Linked DNA regions of Mus musculus: all the other regions are linked to region 3. The links are chromatin contacts, called in public HiChIP or PLAC-seq and promoter capture Hi-C maps. All regions are on one chromosome and are shown on one strand. The core of a region is the stretch at or near the end of the contact, and the rest is flanking DNA. Distances in the headings are between cores, read along the strand shown. Region 1 has its middle 22 kb from the start of Gm31938. Region 2 holds the start of Ncoa1 (nuclear receptor coactivator 1). Region 3 overlaps Ncoa1 (nuclear receptor coactivator 1).

Region 1 (3,236 bases), core at 230-2,729, 160 kb after region 3:
ATAATTCACTGATGTAAATGAATATATATGACAAGTTATTTGGCCACTCCCTGACTCCTTCCACTTTATCTTCTTTTAAAATGAAGACCAAGTGCTTTTGTACTCTCTTCTTAGGTGATCATATCCATCCCCATAGTGTGTGAGGCTGGAGGGATGTCTCAGTGGTTAAAATTCTGGACTATTTTTGCTGAGGACCCAAGTTCAGTTGCCACCACCCACTCTGAGCAGCTCACAACCACTTGGAATTCCAGTTCCAGAAGTATCTGACACCTCTGCCCTCCAGGAGCACCTGCAGTCATACACACACACACACACACACAGACACGCGTGTGCGCATGAGCATGCATGCATACACACACATAAGCACAAATATATGCACACTCATATACACACAAGCAAATGCACACACACACACATATATATATACACACATGTACACACACATATATACACATACACATACACAGATTTATATACATATAGACACACAACACACATAGACACACATACACACATTCACACACATACACTAACATACACATATATACACATGCACACACATATATATATATATATATATATATATACACATATATGTACACACATATCCCATAGGCGTTTGGACAGCTTCCATCCAAATTCATTCCTCTACTCAAACCTGTCCTCTGAGTTCCAGACCTCTGTAATCAAACACAACTCAAATCTAACAAAGACAAAATGAAATTCTTTAGGTCCCCTTGACCCTGGACTTTTCCTGACTGGCTCATCTACTGTATATGTTGGCATTCAGGATCCCTCTTCTTCCTTGACCCCAACATCAAGTCCAAATACTTCTTCCCACTGCCATAACAAATCTTTCTTAAGTTCCTTTGTCCTTACCTAGGAGCAAATTCAGGATCTCCATGAAACTACAAAACCATCTTTGTCTCTCCTTCCTTCCGACCACCACCTTCTTCCCTGCCCCCAACTCCTTCTGGGTTTGTGCAGGGTTTCATAGCCCTGTTTGATTATGGTTCTGTCCTTGTTTTACCAGCTTTATAAATACCTGGCCTTATCACCTATTCGGAATGTGTCTCTTCAATTCTGTTTCAGCCTTCATCCTCCCAAACCCCTCACCCAAGGACCCTGGGTAACAGATTTCCAAGTTAGTAGAATTTAGTTTTGCCCAGAAGTGTGGAAGGCAGATTAGTGAGCCAATTAAACCAGTATTTTAAGAGTGAGAAAATGTGTTGTGGTGTGTGTGTATGTGTGTGTGTGTGTGTGTGTGTGTGTGTGTGTTAGTGTGTTAAGGCATATACATCTAAAGGTTCAGCTTTTGGGGGGTGGCGGGAGATTCCCTTTTTTGCTGAGACAGGTTGGAAGAATTCAAGATCATCCTTAAGATAAGGGGACAAACGTGGGAGCTGGGCTCCCTGCAGTCGCTCTTTCTGCTTCTTTCTTGCTTTGCAGCTGCCTCTCTTGCCCTGCCGCTTTATCTTCCCACTCACAGTAGCACCACCATCTGCAGGCAGACAGTTGGGTTATCAGCCAACAGCACATTTCCATAAAGTAGAGCAGCCCACAAAAGGCAGAATGATAAAAGATTTAAATCCAAGCAGTTTTTTTTCCTCCTCTGAGCTATCTACTTTGGGGTTCATATCTGAACCTCAGAAATCTTCAGGAAGCTGAGAGGCAGTAAGGAAAGAATAGTCTTCAGAGAGGAGACTTGACAATGGGGACAGATGCCTCAGATATATTTGTCAGAGCAGGTTAAGAGCAATATATAATGCCCTAACTTCTTTGAAGCAGAAATAAGATATAAAATTAGGAAGTGGGCTTTCATGGAGAATGTCAGCTAAAACCTCATTTCAAATGTCACTTCCAGATAGAATTCCTTGCTTGACTATACATTTCCAATGCCTTCTGGAATAGTTAGGCCCTGATTTGTTTAAGAGCCCCACCAATTGGTACAGTGCATAGCACTTAGTAGGCGCACATTAAGACTTTGTTACATAAATGTAATCACTCTGGCATCTCAATGCTCTAACTTTTCCCTGCATTTTATACTTCATGGACTTTTTTTTTCTTTTAAACCAACTAGTTTTGTCTTCAGCATACTATATGGTCATTCAAAAGAATACAGAGAGCCTGGCAAGACTAGGGCACAGAGGCCTTGAACAAGAAGCGTGGAATGTTACCCCTGCATAGAGCTTATCATTACTTAAATTCACTTCCCACACCACACATGCCCACGTGATGGAAGGAAGACAAGTTGAGAAAACCCTGGTCCCCCCCCATCCCCCCCATCCCCCCCATCCCCCCCCATCCCCCCCATCCCCCCATCCCCCCATCCCCCCATCCCCCCCATCCCCCCCCATCCCCCCCCCCACAACATAGAGGAGAAACTGAGGTCAAAGGAGGCAGAATAATCCATCCAGGTCTTCTCTGTTTTGCAGTGGCAGAGCTAGAGCTAGAAGTCCTCAGGAATTTCCAGAAAGATGCTAAGCAAGCCAGAGTTCAGTCATGGCTCTGCCACATGCACACCACTAGGGCATCGTGTGAGACCTCTGTGGGCCTCATCTTCCTCTGTAACAATGAATAACGATCCCTTCTTTACACACTTACCCTATGCTAAGGACTGAATGACAAGCGGCTGACATAGAAGAGAATATAGAGTAGAAAAACATAAGAGTTCCCTTCTCCATCCCCCAGAGTGGACAATGATAAGACAATAATAAAACTTTCTACTGGTTACGTTTTCCTTTCAAATCTTAAAGGCATTTTTAAATATTATTTTTATGAGTGTGGGTGTTTTGCCTGCATGTGTCTCTGCATCACATCCGTGCAGTGCCCATGGGAGCCAGAAGAGGGTGTCAAATTCCCTGGAACTGAAGTTACAGATGGTTGTCAACCACCACAGGAGTGCTGGGGGTTGAACTGGGGGTCTCTTGTAACAACAGACAGTGCTCTTAACTGCTGAGCCATCTCTCCAGTGCCTGGTTATTTTTCTTAAAGTCAATTTGAAAGTAAAGATACTATGCATAACAAAACAATATTTACAGTAATTTTAATTTAAAAGGCATTTCAACAACATTAATTCTTAAGAGTCTGGCATGTACACATTATCTGATAATACATGTACACACACACACACACAGAGATTTTTACACACCACACATTTTTCCTATCTTGATACCCAGCCTGCATATCAGTCAGCCAGGAGACAGGAGTACCCAGGGACCCAGGAAGCCAGGACA
Region 2 (3,280 bases), core at 592-3,091, 130 kb after region 3:
GCTAGATGAGGCCCCTTTGGCCGACTCTTTTTTTTTTTTTTTTCTTCAAGACTAACCTCCAACCAATTCCATGCGAGGAAGCAAACCTCAAACAAATTTAACCCTTGAAATCCACCCCTACGACTTTACTACATAGTCTGGGCTTCACTGCAGGACTGCCATGCAGACACTTAAAAGATTTCTTCATGAAGTAAAAGCATTATGCTTCACAAATCATCACCATCATTTCTCTTGTCAATCATCGGGTGCTGGGACAGCGATTCACCTACGAACTCTTTACTCGCCAACATCACACTTCACATTTAAAAACTTAACTGTTTGGAAAGAGAAAAAAGAGAAGTCACCTTCTCCACAAGGACACCTGCCTCGCCTCTTCAGTGTCTCTATAAGGATAGAGGAGCCAGAAAGGCTAACGTACTCCCCAGCTTAAAGTTTCTCTCCCTACCAAACTCTTCAGCCACAGCACCTGGGCTTGTCCTTGTCACACACAGTCAATCCCTCCGTCTTCCTCTAACAACGTCACACTACAGGGTGTCTGGCCCATGGGAGTGACTGCTTTTTGTTTTGTTTTGTTTTGTTTTAATGTATATACAAATAAAATTAAACGAGCCACCGCAGAGGTGTGGTAAGGACCGAGGACCCCGGTGTCCAGTTTCTCCGAGTCTCTTCCAAGCGACTATGGAGAGCTCAAGTTCCATCACTGACCATTAACCAGCCCTACCTACAATCGTTGGACCAACGTGTGCTGCTTGTCTTTCTAGGTCCTTTCAGCAGAACCTTCCAAAGGGACCAAATTCCAGCCGCAAGAGGAAAATCTCCTTTATCCGCCCATTCCTACCTCCGAAATCCTGGTCCCAAAGGGAGAAAGGCAAGTGCAGCCAGGCTAGGCAAAGGGGCCGTCGAAAGCTGCACCCACAGAAAGGCATGCCTAGGTCGCCCCCATTTCGCTGTCCCAGTGAACAAGATTCAGAGAGGCTGACAGGCTGGCCAAGGTCACCGTGCTTGCTCGTCGGGGCCGAGGGGCGCCCGCGCCTACTTCCGGCTCCCCCTTTCGGCGGCGGCTCCGGGCGCCCGCTCCCCACCCGGCCCCGGGCCGCGCGCCCTCCGCGGATGCTCGCACTCCACTAACTAGGGCAACTGGAGTGCGCCGCAGGGACGGCGCTCTGCAGCGCGCCGCTCGCCCCGAGCAGCCCCCAGCTGGTGCCGTGACAGCTGCGACCTCCGCCCCCTGCAGCCGCGCCAGGCTAGCGAGGGAACTCGAGAAAAGTGGCAGCGGGAGATGGGTCCCAGAGCAAGCAAAGCCAGGACGGAGGGCGCCGGCTGCTCCCCGCCCCCTAGGGCCGCCGCGGCCGCGCGGCTCGTGACAGCTGCACCCACCGCGAGGCTCCCGCCGCCACCGCCGCCACCGCCGCCACCGCCGCCGCCACTCACCTGCCTCCGCCGCCGCCGCCTCTGGGCCGCGCTCCCCGGCGCCGCGCTCACTCGCGACTGTGGCGGCGCCGCCGCGGACTCCGCCGCTCCTCCGGCCCGGCGCCCGTCCCCGGGGCCCAGGCGGCCCGCCGCCGCCGCCGCCGCCTCGGCTCTCCGGCCCCCCTCCTCCGGAGCAGGAGTCCCCCCACTTCAGGGGGATGCAGAACCACCCCGGCACAAGCTGTGCTTGAGGGAACAGCAGCGAACTGCAGCCGAAGGGCTTGAGGCCGCGCTCCGACCGACGGACGACAGGACGAGGTGAATCGCGTCAGTCTCCCGCTCGCCCGGCCTGAAGAACAGGCATTTCAGCCGCTCTCCGCGGCCGCCATGTTCTCCTCCTCCACGGCTGCCGCCGCCGCCGCCGCCGCCGCTGCCGCCGCTGCCACCGCCGCCGCCGCCCCCCCGCTCGCGGCCCCGCCCCCGTGCCCCGCCCGCAGCGCCCCGCCCTCGAGCCCCGCCCCACCCACTCGCGGCTCCGCCCTCACCCCTGCCCCCTCCGCGGACAGGCCCAGAGCCCCGCTGCCCTCTGGCTCCGACGGCGCGCCCCGGGCAGCGCGACCCCTCCAGCCCCGCGCAGCGTGAAGCCGCCCCGCGCCCTCTGCCGGCCGCAGGCACGCCGGGGCCCGAAGTCTTAAGGAAGTGTGAGAAAGGAGGCCCGAACTCTTTCCGCACGGACCCTCCCCACGGGGCAGTTCTCTCTGCTGCCAGGAAGCCTCGAACCCCAGAGTGTCCCTTAGCGTCCCTGAGCGGGCTGTGGGACCTATGGCCTCTAGATGTTCTTTATAGTTTAGGGAAAGTTGGGGAGCAACCTGAAGGCCCTGGGGATCCCAGAGGAATCTGACCTGGGCCTGTTTCCACTCGCGAGTTGTTTTACTTTGAGTAAGAGACATCCCTCGGGCCTCGTTTTTGTTGTTGGTGTTGTGTTCTGTAAGATTTGAGAGGTGGTTTGCCTAGATGATTTCACAGACTATTAGACAACGGAAAAGAAAGATCATCTGCCCCCTTTCTTTTTGCAGATGAAAAGATCTGACTGACAGTGTCTGGCTCTACAATTGCATGAATTGACTAAAATGTCTGTCATTCACAGATCTTTTCCCTCTAGGGGGGACCCACATCTTTTTTTTTTTTAACCTCCTTTTTTTTCTTCTATAATGGAAATGCTACTTTCAAAAGTAGTGTTCCTTGTCACCGGAGGAATCAAGCAGCCACAGGACAGCTCCTTGAGCCTTGATCACTTTATCTGGAAAGCAGCTCTTATCCCAAGACCTGCAATGTACCACTCACTGTTCTCTCTGGCCGTGGAAGTGCTGTGCGGTCATCTTTGTTTCCCTGAGTTCTTGTCCTCATTTAGCTGACTTGTGATGCTGTTTTCTGCTGTTTCCCATCCTGCATTGGATGCCCCAAAGCAGCCTGTGAAAATCCTTAAGTCCTCCATGTCCCTTCCCTAAGTCAAACCTGACATCTCGCTGGCCCTCTCTGAGACAGCCTGTGACTTCTTTCACAAAGCAGGTACCTTCACCCTACTACTGCTGAGTGCCCTGTGCTGCCTTCATCTTCCTGTCTTGGTCATAGTTATAAAGCAGCCAGCAGACCATACTCAGCCTTCCTTTATGCAGTCATCCTTCCATCCCTGTGTTCATTCCGTTGATTCTTATCAAAGTCAGTACCCTAGTGCATTTGATTAGCTCCTGTCCTCACCTTCTTTACAGTACCACCTGCACAATCCACAGCCTTATTAATAGCTGAAGTGCTTGAAGGTCTCTATCTCTACTTAGTTTACTCCTGTGGAGTCTGTTTCCTGGTCTAATAC
Region 3 (2,982 bases), core at 322-2,821:
CTGAAACTTCCAGGCGCTAACGAGCTATCAAACCCCAGACAAGTGAGCTAGAGTTTAACCTCTCTGCTTCATCTCTTCATCTGCACCACTGCGATGATGACATTAATTACCTCCTAGTGTTTGTGATATTAAGAAAGCTAGAGATGCATTGCTAAGTTCTTGGCATGCCCTATTAGCTCAATCAATGCCATATAGTATGGCTTTAATTACAATGCTTTATTTTTAAGAAAATGGGGAACCAGGCGGACTTAAGAAGAATTAGTGGCGTGGCCAGATCTGTAAGCTCCTCAAAGATAGAAAACCTGTCTCTCACTTCATTTATATCCATCCTTATAACAGCACACAGATGGTGTTGGCTGAACAGTTAGCATTTAATAAGCACTTGTTGAGTTAAGCTGGGAATGCTTAAGAAAGATAAAGCATAGTTAACCACCATTTAAAACTAACACCTTAACCTTCATTGAAGAGATAGAAGCTACCTCACCACAAGAAACTGTTTAACTGAGAAGTCATTCTGCCTCGGGCTCTGCAGACAGTAATACTTGGCTCTGCCACAGGGCTGGCAATACCTTGTGAGGCCTAACAGATGCTCTTTATGATTAATGAGCTCATAGTCTGTTTGGGGAGAGAGCATATAATAATAAGACCAGAGGAAGCATTGCAAGGTGGCATTAATACACAGTTTCAAAGTAATAAATTTCTGATTTTCCATATCAAAGATATTGCTTTATTAAAACTGAAGCCCATACATATAAACCTGAAGGATTCAGTGCTTTCAAATATCTTTCAAGCAAACATCAAGATAATTATCTCAAAACATCAAAAGAGGAAAAAGGAATACATAAAAATTTTGGTATCTGTAATGATGCTACCATGTACAGATGCACAGACACACAGAGAACAAAACAAAGGCAATTTACAGATAAGCCACACAAGAAAGAAGATTGTCCAGCACAATAGGTAGATAGTTTATTGATGCCCACAGCTGTTAGCATTCATATCCATTAATAACTATCAATTTGAAAGTACAATATGGACATGATGGTGTATGCCTAGAATCCCAGCTCCCCTCAAGTTGATGCAGGAGGACTGGCCCACGTTCAAGGCTAGAATGAACTACAGAATGAAACCCTGTCTAAAACAAAACAAAGAAATGACAAAAATGGAAAAATGCAATTATGATAAAATATTAATATTGCAATATATCAAATTTATATGGCTATTATATATAGCTTTTTAGTATTTGTTCTTATATATTCAAGTTTTCCTCAAATGAGAAATTAAACATAAAAGCGAATATTTTATTTATCCTTACGTTTTCCTTTAGGAAAGACTGAATTTATATACAGAAATGAACAATGTCCTTGGATAACACACATCTGGTTTACATCTTGGCATGTACCTTTATCCTAGCATCTGGACACATGTGCTTAAGCACTTAGGTGATTGTCCTATGAGGAATGGTCACTTCCCTTTTTCCAGTCTCTAGCCGGAGCGGTCTTTTAAACCCTCTTGTCTCCCTCCCTGAGAGAGAAGCAGGCATTCCTAGCTGCAGTGAGGCTGCTGCTGCTGCAGCTCTCTGAGACCAGTGTCAGCATCAGCTGCAGTGTTCTGCTCTCCTTGCCCCTGGAGAACATCTGGGAATGTTTACAGACCATTTTCTTCCTACAACTAGGATACTACTGGCATTTCAGTGTACAAGCAGTAACATGAGGAAGCATCCTACAGAATACATGACAGTCTCCACAGCAAATAATTTTCTGATTTAAAATGTTAATAGTGCAGAAACTGAAGAAATTTGATGTAGCTCCTAGAAGCCAAATGGAATAAAATCTGGACTTTCCTCTTGTTAGCTGAGAAAACGCTTTTGCTCTGAGGTTCTCCTTCATCTGGCACTTGTTAGGGTTCCCTTAGCACTAAATTTCTTTTCCTCTGCTTAATAAACACTGTAAGTAGTTAATGGCACAAATAATTATTTTAATATAAATATTATAACAATGTACTTCTTAGTTCCTAAGATGGCATTTAAAGATGTTCAATAGAAATTTTTATCCAGGATTTATTGTCCTTACTAGTTAAAAGATACATATTGCACTGTGAACTAGGGATACAGTGTTGCTGAGCAAGAGCAGATAGGTCCCTTACTTTAGAGCAGCATACAGCCTAACGAAGAAGCTAAGAATTTATGCAATGAGCATATACTCTAGCAACAGCCAATAACTATGAATCAAAGCCACAATGATGTACAGAACAGATAAATAAAAAGAAAGATTTGAGCTACTAGTTGTGGGAGGAAGAGAAGCCTTTCTTTAAGGAAGTAATGGCTTACTACAGCATCTGCAGTAACAGCTACAGATTAGTACTGGAAATAAAGAGGATACAAGTTGGAAGAAAGGAGAAACACATTCAAAGACCTGGGTGGGGGTGGGGCAGACTGTACTGAATGAGCAGGAGGAGACAGGTGGCCACTCAATATGGAGTGGATGAAACAAAGTCCAAAGTGTTGAAGAAATGACCAAAAAAGCTCTGCCAGAGACAGAGCGCATTCCTACCTTGATGCCAGCGTGTCACATGGCGATCCTTTTCTCTTATGAGAGTCTGGGTTTGCAGGGTCTGATGAACTGTCCCCAAGGCCACTCATGTTGATGAACTTCACACCTAAATGGGGAGGGTGAGAAAAATAAATCTCTCATGACCTTTCTAACCAAATGAGAGTAGGGGAAGCTCCCTTGTTATTTCTAAACATCAGAAAACAAAACAAAACAACCCCAACAAAACTTGTAAACAGTGACGAGGTGGCCGCAGCCATCACAGAAGCCCCGGCCTCCAAGGAGACCACAGGGACACCAGCTACTTGTTACTATGCTTACTTTTAAGCCAGTGAAACAAAATTAACAACTCCCCATGAAATGATTGATATCAATCAGAATAAAGATTTTCTTGGAAAAATTAAGTAGAAATATTTTTACCAAGAGAAAAATC

What was found. Promoter capture Hi-C pulls out the DNA fragments that hold promoters and counts their contacts. HiChIP or PLAC-seq counts read pairs in DNA pulled down with a chosen protein or histone mark.
Region 1: a contact with region 3 is called in an H3K27ac HiChIP or PLAC-seq map of SST interneurons, with 4 times the contacts expected there. The contact joins two enhancer-like sites. A contact is called at or near these places in 2 of 484 Hi-C or Micro-C datasets (bone marrow-derived macrophages and nephron progenitors), 1 of 115 datasets of contacts at active chromatin or transcription factors (SST interneurons) and 2 of 9 other capture datasets (adipose tissue and liver).
Region 2: a promoter capture Hi-C map of second pharyngeal arch cranial neural crest shows a contact between it and region 3, with 3 times the contacts expected there. The contact joins the promoter of Ncoa1 here to the enhancer-like site in region 3. A contact is called at or near these places in 9 of 39 promoter capture datasets (the 3T3-L1 cell line, 3T3-L1-derived adipocytes, frontonasal cranial neural crest and 5 more), 9 of 484 Hi-C or Micro-C datasets (B cells, bone marrow-derived macrophages, conventional dendritic cells and 3 more), 1 of 115 datasets of contacts at active chromatin or transcription factors (fibro-adipogenic progenitors) and 3 of 9 other capture datasets (adipose tissue, liver and pancreatic islet).

Annotation. Positions count from the first base shown.
Region 1 is chr12:4,500,567-4,503,802 of GRCm38.p6, forward strand. No RefSeq gene overlaps it. Among named protein-coding and RNA genes, the nearest start is that of Gm31938, 22 kb to the right of the region's middle. Within about 2 kb of position 1,480, at least 17 of the 459 cell types and tissues checked have an H3K27ac peak or open chromatin away from gene starts, as enhancers often do. A contact at or near this core is called in SST interneurons, where this site is marked.
Region 2 is chr12:4,475,341-4,478,620 of GRCm38.p6, forward strand. It overlaps Ncoa1 (nuclear receptor coactivator 1), which reads right to left and starts at 1,842. Exons shown (of 23, transcript NM_010881.2): 1 at 1,432-1,842.
Region 3 is chr12:4,341,845-4,344,826 of GRCm38.p6, forward strand. It overlaps Ncoa1 (nuclear receptor coactivator 1), which reads right to left. Exons shown (of 23, transcript NM_010881.2): 4 at 2,553-2,658. The coding sequence starts at 2,641. Among named protein-coding and RNA genes, the nearest start is that of Ptrhd1, 110 kb to the left of the region's middle. Within about 2 kb of position 1,572, at least 9 of the 459 cell types and tissues checked have an H3K27ac peak or open chromatin away from gene starts, as enhancers often do. A contact at or near this core is called in SST interneurons and second pharyngeal arch cranial neural crest, where this site is marked.